Regions from separate parts of the Triticum aestivum genome. Here region 1 is linked to region 2. The links are chromatin contacts, called in public HiCAR-type maps. All regions are on one chromosome and are shown on one strand. Each heading gives the region's core, a stretch centred on a gene start, on an enhancer-like site or on the middle of the called end of the contact. The rest is flanking DNA. Distances are from core to core; before and after follow the strand shown.

Region 1 (3,696 bases), core at 1,051-3,550, 230 kb after region 2:
TCTTCATTCTAAAAAAAGTGTTGCATTAGTTATTCACACCAATAGGCGATAATCTAATATTGTTGAATGCAGTATTGTCTGGAACACACCCCTTGCAAGGCAGGGTGTCGAACCGTTGTTTCTTCACCGTACTGTTTGGAAAGAAGATTATGACTCTCTTTGATTCATAGGATTGTCACAACACATGAATATGAAAAATATAGGATTGGTCTCTTTTGGCTCATAGGATAGAAATATCATAATGATACAAAATAGATCTCATAGAAAAATCATAGGAAGTGAGGTGACATGTATCTCAATTTCTCATCGAAAGAGATGTCATTTGATGCATACGATAGTACTTTTCACTGATTCTAGGCTAAGGCCTTCTTTTCAAAGGAAAATTTTCTTTGGAGCCATCTCGTTTGTAGTAATGGATTTCTATTCCTATGTAGGATAAAAACCAATCCCTCACATTAAAAAAACATTAGTCTAAACTCAATGAAAAAAAATTATATCCTCTGCATCAAATGACATCTCTTTCCATCTACGAATTGACATACGATCACCTCACTTCATATGCTTTTTCCTATTCCTATGATATTCCCATCCTATGAACCAAAAAGGCCTACTTTTTGCCTTTCAAAGGTGAAGGATGGGTTCTTATCCTACATACAAATAGGAATCCATTTCTACAAACCAAAGAGCTCCAAAGAAAAATTTCCTACAAAATTCCTATCCTTTATGATTCCTAAAAAATTCATGTAAACCAAAGGGCTCCTTCGAGTGGCATGCCCACTTGAACTCTATAGGGTTAGTAGAGAGTGTTTGATGCCATAGAAAAAACAAAAAAATTATAAAAAAAGAATGGAGTGAATGTTAGATTTCCTATGAAATATAGTACACATGATTCTTTAGAAAAAATCCATAGGAATTATAGGATTTAATCCTGTGAATCAAACGACCAACTTAGAAAAAATTCTTATTGATTCTAACCATCCAAAAATCCTAGGGAATTTCCTTGAATCAAAGTAGCCCTAGGAGCGAAAAAAAGGTTGCAAAGACAAAGCTCACAAGGAAGATAATTAGGATAGTCATTATTGGCACACGTGTCTAACATAATGCTCCTACTCCAAAAGGAGACATTAACTTCACCAATTTGGTTGATGAAGCACAATTCTTCGTGCAACCTTTCTAGTGGCAGAGACAGCCCCAGGCAGTCTGTCCGTTGCTTGAGGCCCAGTTCATTCGTTATCTGTAGCTAGAGTACTACAGTAAATGAAGGCGGTCTATGCCTTGATCCAAGCTAATGCCGCCAATGACCCTTCCTAGGCACTTTATTCAGCCCGAGAATAAAGCAAGCTGTGACTTCCCTTCATTCTCCAAGAAGCTACCCACAAGATAATATAGGTCACTCATTCCTCCTAATCGAATGGTTAATATTGACTAGTACTTCACTTTTTTTGAACACATTACAGACGCAGACGCTCATACACTCACCTCTATGAGCGTAGACGTAGGCTGATACTCCACTTCTAGTGTTAGAGAGTACCATCACTCAATATAATGAAGTACCATGACCAAAAGGTTAATATTGTCTCTGTGTATATTTTTCAATGGCCATAATGGCCTCTAATTTCCTAAACCCTAGATTCACGTGAACTGTCAATTTTGGTGGCGGCAATGCATCACATGTCCGGTTTGTGTTCCGCAACAGCTGGTTGGACATGGATTGCCACAGATGCCCAAAAGCATGCAGCGTATCAAACACCTTCAACTTACGACCTTCCCGTCGGGAAAAAGTTAATTTTAAATAAACAAGTCTCTTATATTGGAAAGAGGAAGTATAAGAGAAAAAAAAACCCGATAAGTCCCAAACATTTAGATTTTGCCCATAGTAAATTGAACGTTTTTTATGGCAGTTGACATGAGGATGGCAAGTTTAGTTGATAATTATACATTAACTAAAGTAGACATAAAAAAGCTCTATTTGCCATCGGCAAAATCCAGACGCCCGGAATCTTTTCCCAAAAAAGCACTAGTATAGTCCCAAAAAAAAGTAACCAGTCAAAAAAACAAGTTAGCGGCGTCAGAGTCCACCCGCGGCAGTTCACACGTGCCAGCTCCCGTGGCTGGACCCGGGTCCGACCGCCATCCCGGTCCGAGTCGACCGCACCGCGTCCAACTCCATAGTCCATACCCAATTCCATCGCGATGCCGACGCGCACCTTCCCCTTCCCCCGTCCCCCCGCCCCGCCTCGCCAGCGCGCGCTCCCTCGCACGCGCCAGCGATCTCCCTCCCTCTCGCGCGTATATAGAAACCTCGCGTTTGCCGATCCCGACCACCGCTAACCCCAGTCCCTTCCACCCTCCCGGACGCACAAGATCCTCGGCGACCGGCGCGGCCGTGGTGGTACACGACTGGACTAGCTAGCCATCCATCGCTGCGGCGCCGTCGCCCAATGGCCCGGCTCGCCCTCTCCGACTGCCGCGGTCTCACGCCGCTCCGCGCGCGCAGCCGCGGCAGCGCCATTGCGCTGCCGTCGCCGCCCCACCTCGCCGCGGGGCCGCGTCGCGCCGCGCCCGCCGCCATCCACCGCGACTGGGCGCTCCGCGTCGCCGCGCCCACCCGCCTCGCCTCCGTCTTCGAGGAGGATAGAAGGGGTCTCGGGGGAGCGGAGGAGGCCGGGAGCTCTTCGGCCGGGTTTAACCCGGGGGCGCCGCCGCCGTTCGGCCTGGCGGAGATCCGCGCGGCCATCCCGAAGCACTGCTGGGTCAAGGACCCGTGGCGGTCCATGAGCTACGTGCTGCGCGACGTCCTGGTCGTGCTCGGCCTCGCCGCCGCCGCCGCGCGGGCCGACAGCTGGCTCGTCTGGCCGCTCTACTGGGCCGCGCAGGGCACCATGTTCTGGGCGCTCTTCGTCCTGGGGCACGACTGGTACGGGCCGTCCTCCCTCCGTACCCCAGACCCAAAGATTGGGCTTCCATGCCGGTTTTAGCCTGAAACCACAATGTTTGTCTCTTGTCCTGTAACGACTGTTTTGGTGTTTGCAGTGGGCATGGGAGCTTCTCAAGCAACCCAAAGCTGAACAGCGTGGTCGGCCACATACTCCATTCCTCAATTCTCGTTCCATACAACGGGTGGTACGATGAGTGCATGTTGTATTTTCTTCTTTGTTGTGGAATTGTTATTGATGCTAAGAAAGGCGGCGCCTTGTGTGAACGTTATTGCAGGAGGATCAGCCACAGGACGCACCACCAGAACCACGGCCATGTGGAGAAGGACGAATCCTGGCACCCGGTAGGTCTTTGGCTCTTTGCTTCTCGGTGGGTTCATGCATGCATAATTCTTCAGAGAGGTGGCGTTTTGGTGAGTTGTGCTTGATGATTCCTTGAATTGTGATAATTTGCAGCTACCCCAGAGGCTGTACAATAGCCTGGACAATATGACAAAGAAGTTGCGGTTCAGCATGCCATTTCCCATGCTTGCATTCCCCTTATACTTGGTGAGGCACAAAGCTGCTTGATTTTACCGCGACGTGTGAATTGGTTGGTCTTGTTTTCTAACATGGTAAATTCTTGTTGTGTGCAGTTTGCGAGGAGCCCTGGCAAGGAAGGCTCACACTTCAACCCGAACAGCGATTTGTTCCAACCTAATGAGAACAAGGATGTGCTAACATCCACTGCATCCTGGCTGGCAATGATTGGGGTTCTTGC
Region 2 (4,011 bases), core at 1,029-3,528:
ACACACTACACATCTATATATAGATGTAAAACAAATTTCGGTATTTTGAGGTTTTAAAATACTGTATTTGTTTTAAAGAAAGGGGATCCATGTAGCCATGGCTCTGTTTCGTTTTTTTTGTTTGATCTCTCCTCGTCAAGAAGGATCTCCTTCTCTTAGCTTTCTTAATGAGTGAGGAGCTTGCAGCTTCTCTCTGAGCATGGATTAGCTCCCTTGTTTAAGAGAGAATCTCTGTAGCCCCTTCCTCTCATCTGTGTTTGTACAGCACCCTCAGTATTGTTAATATCTCTTTAATGTAAATATTTTTTAATACTAAATAAAAGTTACTGCCGGAGCCTCCCCCACAGGTTTCCGTTAGAAAACCATAATATAGTTCTGACTTGGTTCGGCCTTAGTTCCTTGAAGCAACTATACTCCCTTGCGACTATATTGAGGTTGCAACTGAATGAACAGTAACATTGACTAAAATACAATAGGAAGGTCTAAATATTCATGTGATTGATATCACATTATTTTGATTGACAGGCTTAATGTTTCGTGATTCAGACCTTGCTACTTTTAATTGTCTGATGAACACATTGCTGAATCATTTCATATCGTCATGGTGAATTCTTTTTGAGTGCTGCTTTCCAGAGTTTCCTTGCAAGAAAATCTTTGGACTCACAGCTGCAGCGAATGGGGGCATTATCATCAGCTGAAAGTATCTCTCAATCTGATAGCATTAACGATAAATTTAAAAAATGTAAGGTATGGTGATGTTTAGTATGGTGCTTTAGACAGTTTTACATGTATCGTATTCATGCTTAATACATGCTTGGCAGTGTGGGTTGAGCATGGTGATGAGCTAAGCCTTGAATATGCTGGTTCTTATGCCTTAAAGGGAGACCTTGTAAGGTAATTTCTAGCATACCATCTTTCCTGAATCAACTTTGTTATGTCTATATCGTCAAGTTCTTGACAACTCAAATAACACAGGTATGGAAGGCAGACACTGCCTGGATTGATTAAAGATGGCATGAGCGCTCTTTCCCGGTATTATTTGAACAATTCTCATGATGGAGTGCGACAAGTAAGTTGTGAACGTATGGTCGTTTCTGATGTTCCACACGAACTATCTTGCATTCCCGCCTAATATTTGCTATCATGAATAGATGTCCTACTTTTATCAGAAAATAATTGTTTTTAGGGTATGTTTCTTTCAGTTAGCTTTTGATACAGTTTGTTCGTTGCTAGATTATAACTTGCCCCCGCGTTCATGCTAGATTATCACTTGTAACACCTGTTCTTAGTACTAGAGTTTATATTTTACAAAGTTGTGCTAATCGTATGGTTCTTCTGAAACCAAAAATTTCAACTCTAGGATGCTCTAGATCTTATCAGTGGTTACTAAACGGTCAGCAAAAGCAGTTCTTCTCCTTTTCAAATCATTGGATTTGAATCTGCACCAGTAAGCAGCCTTGTCCATCTTCTCTGCCTTAGTATGGTTCCTCTCATTTATAGATGGTTTTTGCAACTCTTCCTATTCTTCAACCAACCATGCAGCATTAACCATGCAATCGATTCTGACATAAGTTTTGCATTTGCTGGGAAAAAGTATCTTCCTGTGGCGTCGGCAATCATAGTTGGTGGGATCACTGTCACAACTTTCACTCTTAGTCAAGGTCTGCCTTGTACTCATCTTGGCTCCGTAGGTTCCTGTTTAGCACCGTGTATTACTGATCTCGTCTTCCCATCTGCAGTTGGACGGAGCGCACAACACCTCATCTCGTCCATCATCTTTGCTGGCTTGACAGCCGGAGTGATAGCCTTGGTGAAAGCGAATGGGAAGCAGCTCTGCTCTAGACCCCGATTATGCGGTCTGATCTAGTTGGCGGTCCCTTTTCTCTTGTCCAGTTCTCAGAGCTTTGTTGCTGGAATCTGAATGGGTATGAAGTGTTGATAGCAAGCTACGTGTCCGCTGTCAGCGTAGATAGATTAAGCAAGGGAAAGGTTGGCTTGCTGGTCCGGTTAATCTGAAGTAAATTTTGTAACACCTGGTTAGATTGTCTGGTTTCCTGGTAAATAGTGGATTGTGCAGTCAGAGACACGCCATCTTGTAGTAATGAAAATTAAGGTTAAATTGTAACATTGAATTCTACCGCACAGTTTCTGTATCTTAAACTTGTGAAATTGTCTACACAGAATTTAAAATTACTGAATTCGACAGGCATACTCCAGAGTGAGAGGTTGGCTCTTGTATAATGCCAGCTTAACCAAGGACAGACAGGCGTAAGCTGCCCAAAAATAAGCGCTCCCGAGATAGTGGTGGCAGGCCACGGTTCAAGGCTATCAACAAAACAGGTAGCCAGCAAAAAAAAGACCGTCCCTGTTTTGCTCTCTTTCATCCCTCTCTTTGCCGGCTGCCATCCACATTGGGATCTCGAATTCACCTTGGATTTTGTAGCGTAGGGCAAGGCCGCGCCTTTTCTCAGGCTGCCCTGCTGCGTCAAGTGTCTTCTGTCGCAGGTGAATCGGTCTAAATGTCTCCGTATTTTTTGCTGGATTTCGGCTACCTGCAGATAAGGCGGCATGGCATCTTGGGATTTAGCTGATCTCCTCTCTGTTGTCTGCTCTGCTGGCTGGCTTAACATGAAGTTTTCAACACAGGAGGGATCTAATAGCTGGGATTCTTGGTGGCACCGATCACGAAAGGATTCAAAGCAATATACTGAAATAAAGTTTCAGCACACGGAACCTAAGCGTGCAGCTGATGGCAATCACTGATGATCCGAAGAAAGAGGCATCAACTTGGTCCATTTTTAATTGGAATAACAAAGCAGGTAAGGTTGAGGGGGTTTCCTGCATCCAGTTCCAAGGGTAGAAACAACCACCCCCTTTTTTTCTGACAAGAATGCTAACTACTATCTGCTACCAGAGCCGGAGGTCGAGCAACCGAGAATGAGAAGCACCCAAGAGATCCTCACAAAATATAAATTCAACGGGGTATTATATTTCTCCACCTTTGAATTTTACATCTACCCCTATATTGCTTGTCTCTTGCTGATTTAGCTAGTAGCTGTAAATTGCGCTCCAGGATGCTGCCGCGGCAGCGGCGCACGCAAAGGATAAGCTCATGGAGCGGCAGGAGAAACTCGCGGTAAAACGATTTGGTTCCTTCTGTTGTTCAATCGACACCAAGTGAGTACGGTAAATCTTGACGACACTGATATCCTGTTTCTTGGATGCCAGAAAATGGTCGAAGAATCCGCAGAGTTTGAGAGCGAGGCGGAAAACTTTGCCACCCTCGGTCAGCAGATCAGGAAATCCCTGGAGACCAAGAGATGGTGGTGGCCATCGTGACTCACAAACCAATCGTCCGGTCATCGAGCGATGTGATGTAGTAGCTTAAAAAACACTCTTATATTATGAAACGGAGGGAATAATGCCAATGCGTTTAGCATGCCTGGCTGCTGTACTGCTCTGCGCATGCTAAATGAAACGAAACCAAGACGCTACCTTTTAGCAACAAGTGGGAATGATTGTGGACGGATACATGTATCTACTCTACTTAGTTTTAATAATTTCGTGATGGGGATGGCTGACGACCGTGCGATTAACTTCTCACCCGCCAGCGCCATACATCACATGTACTAACTCTTATCTTGGACGGATAAATGGTACGAGGAGGCATATTTTGCTTGCGGACTGAATGGTGCTAAGAGGGGACACGGGTGGCGTATACCAGCCATCGGTTGGAGGCTTCTCCGATTGGACTGTCCATCGATGAGGTTAGGCTGCTACTAGTTCCCTTTTCCACTTGCCACGTCGGACGGAGGGAGTATGACCCTATAAACAGAGACAGGAGCCTGTAGTGTAGCATCAATTAACTATCCTGTGGTTGTACGTAGCATAGATTAGACCCTGTTTGTTTCATAAGTCCTAAGACTTTTTTAAGTTCCAACTTATAAGTCATAAGTCCCTACCTGTTTGTTTATAGGGACTTATAAGTTTCGAATCCCTACCTGTTTGTTT

Evidence for each region. HiCAR-type assays count read pairs that join an accessible place to other places.
Region 1: a HiCAR-type map of leaf shows a contact between it and region 2, with 3 times the contacts expected there. The contact joins the promoter of LOC123092458 here to the promoter of LOC123092457 in region 2. A contact is called at or near these places in 1 of 5 Hi-C or Micro-C datasets (leaf) and 1 of 1 datasets of contacts at active chromatin or transcription factors (leaf).

What each region holds. Positions count from the first base shown.
Region 1 is chr4B:417,824,027-417,827,722 of IWGSC CS RefSeq v2.1, forward strand. LOC123092458 (omega-3 fatty acid desaturase, chloroplastic) reads left to right here and starts at 2,301. Exons shown (of 8, transcript XM_044514242.1): 1 at 2,301-2,917; 2 at 3,034-3,123; 3 at 3,214-3,280; 4 at 3,393-3,485; 5 at 3,572-3,696. The coding sequence starts at 2,442.
Region 2 is chr4B:417,592,243-417,596,253 of IWGSC CS RefSeq v2.1, forward strand. LOC123092457 reads left to right here and starts at 2,279. Exons shown (of 5, transcript XM_044514241.1): 1 at 2,279-2,505; 2 at 2,647-2,819; 3 at 2,915-2,982; 4 at 3,074-3,136; 5 at 3,229-4,011. The coding sequence starts at 2,750. The coding sequence ends at 3,339. It overlaps LOC123092456 (phosphoinositide phosphatase SAC8), which reads left to right. Exons shown (of 16, transcript XM_044514239.1): 12 at 634-742; 13 at 822-894; 14 at 976-1,069; 15 at 1,595-1,661; 16 at 1,740-2,198. The coding sequence ends at 1,867.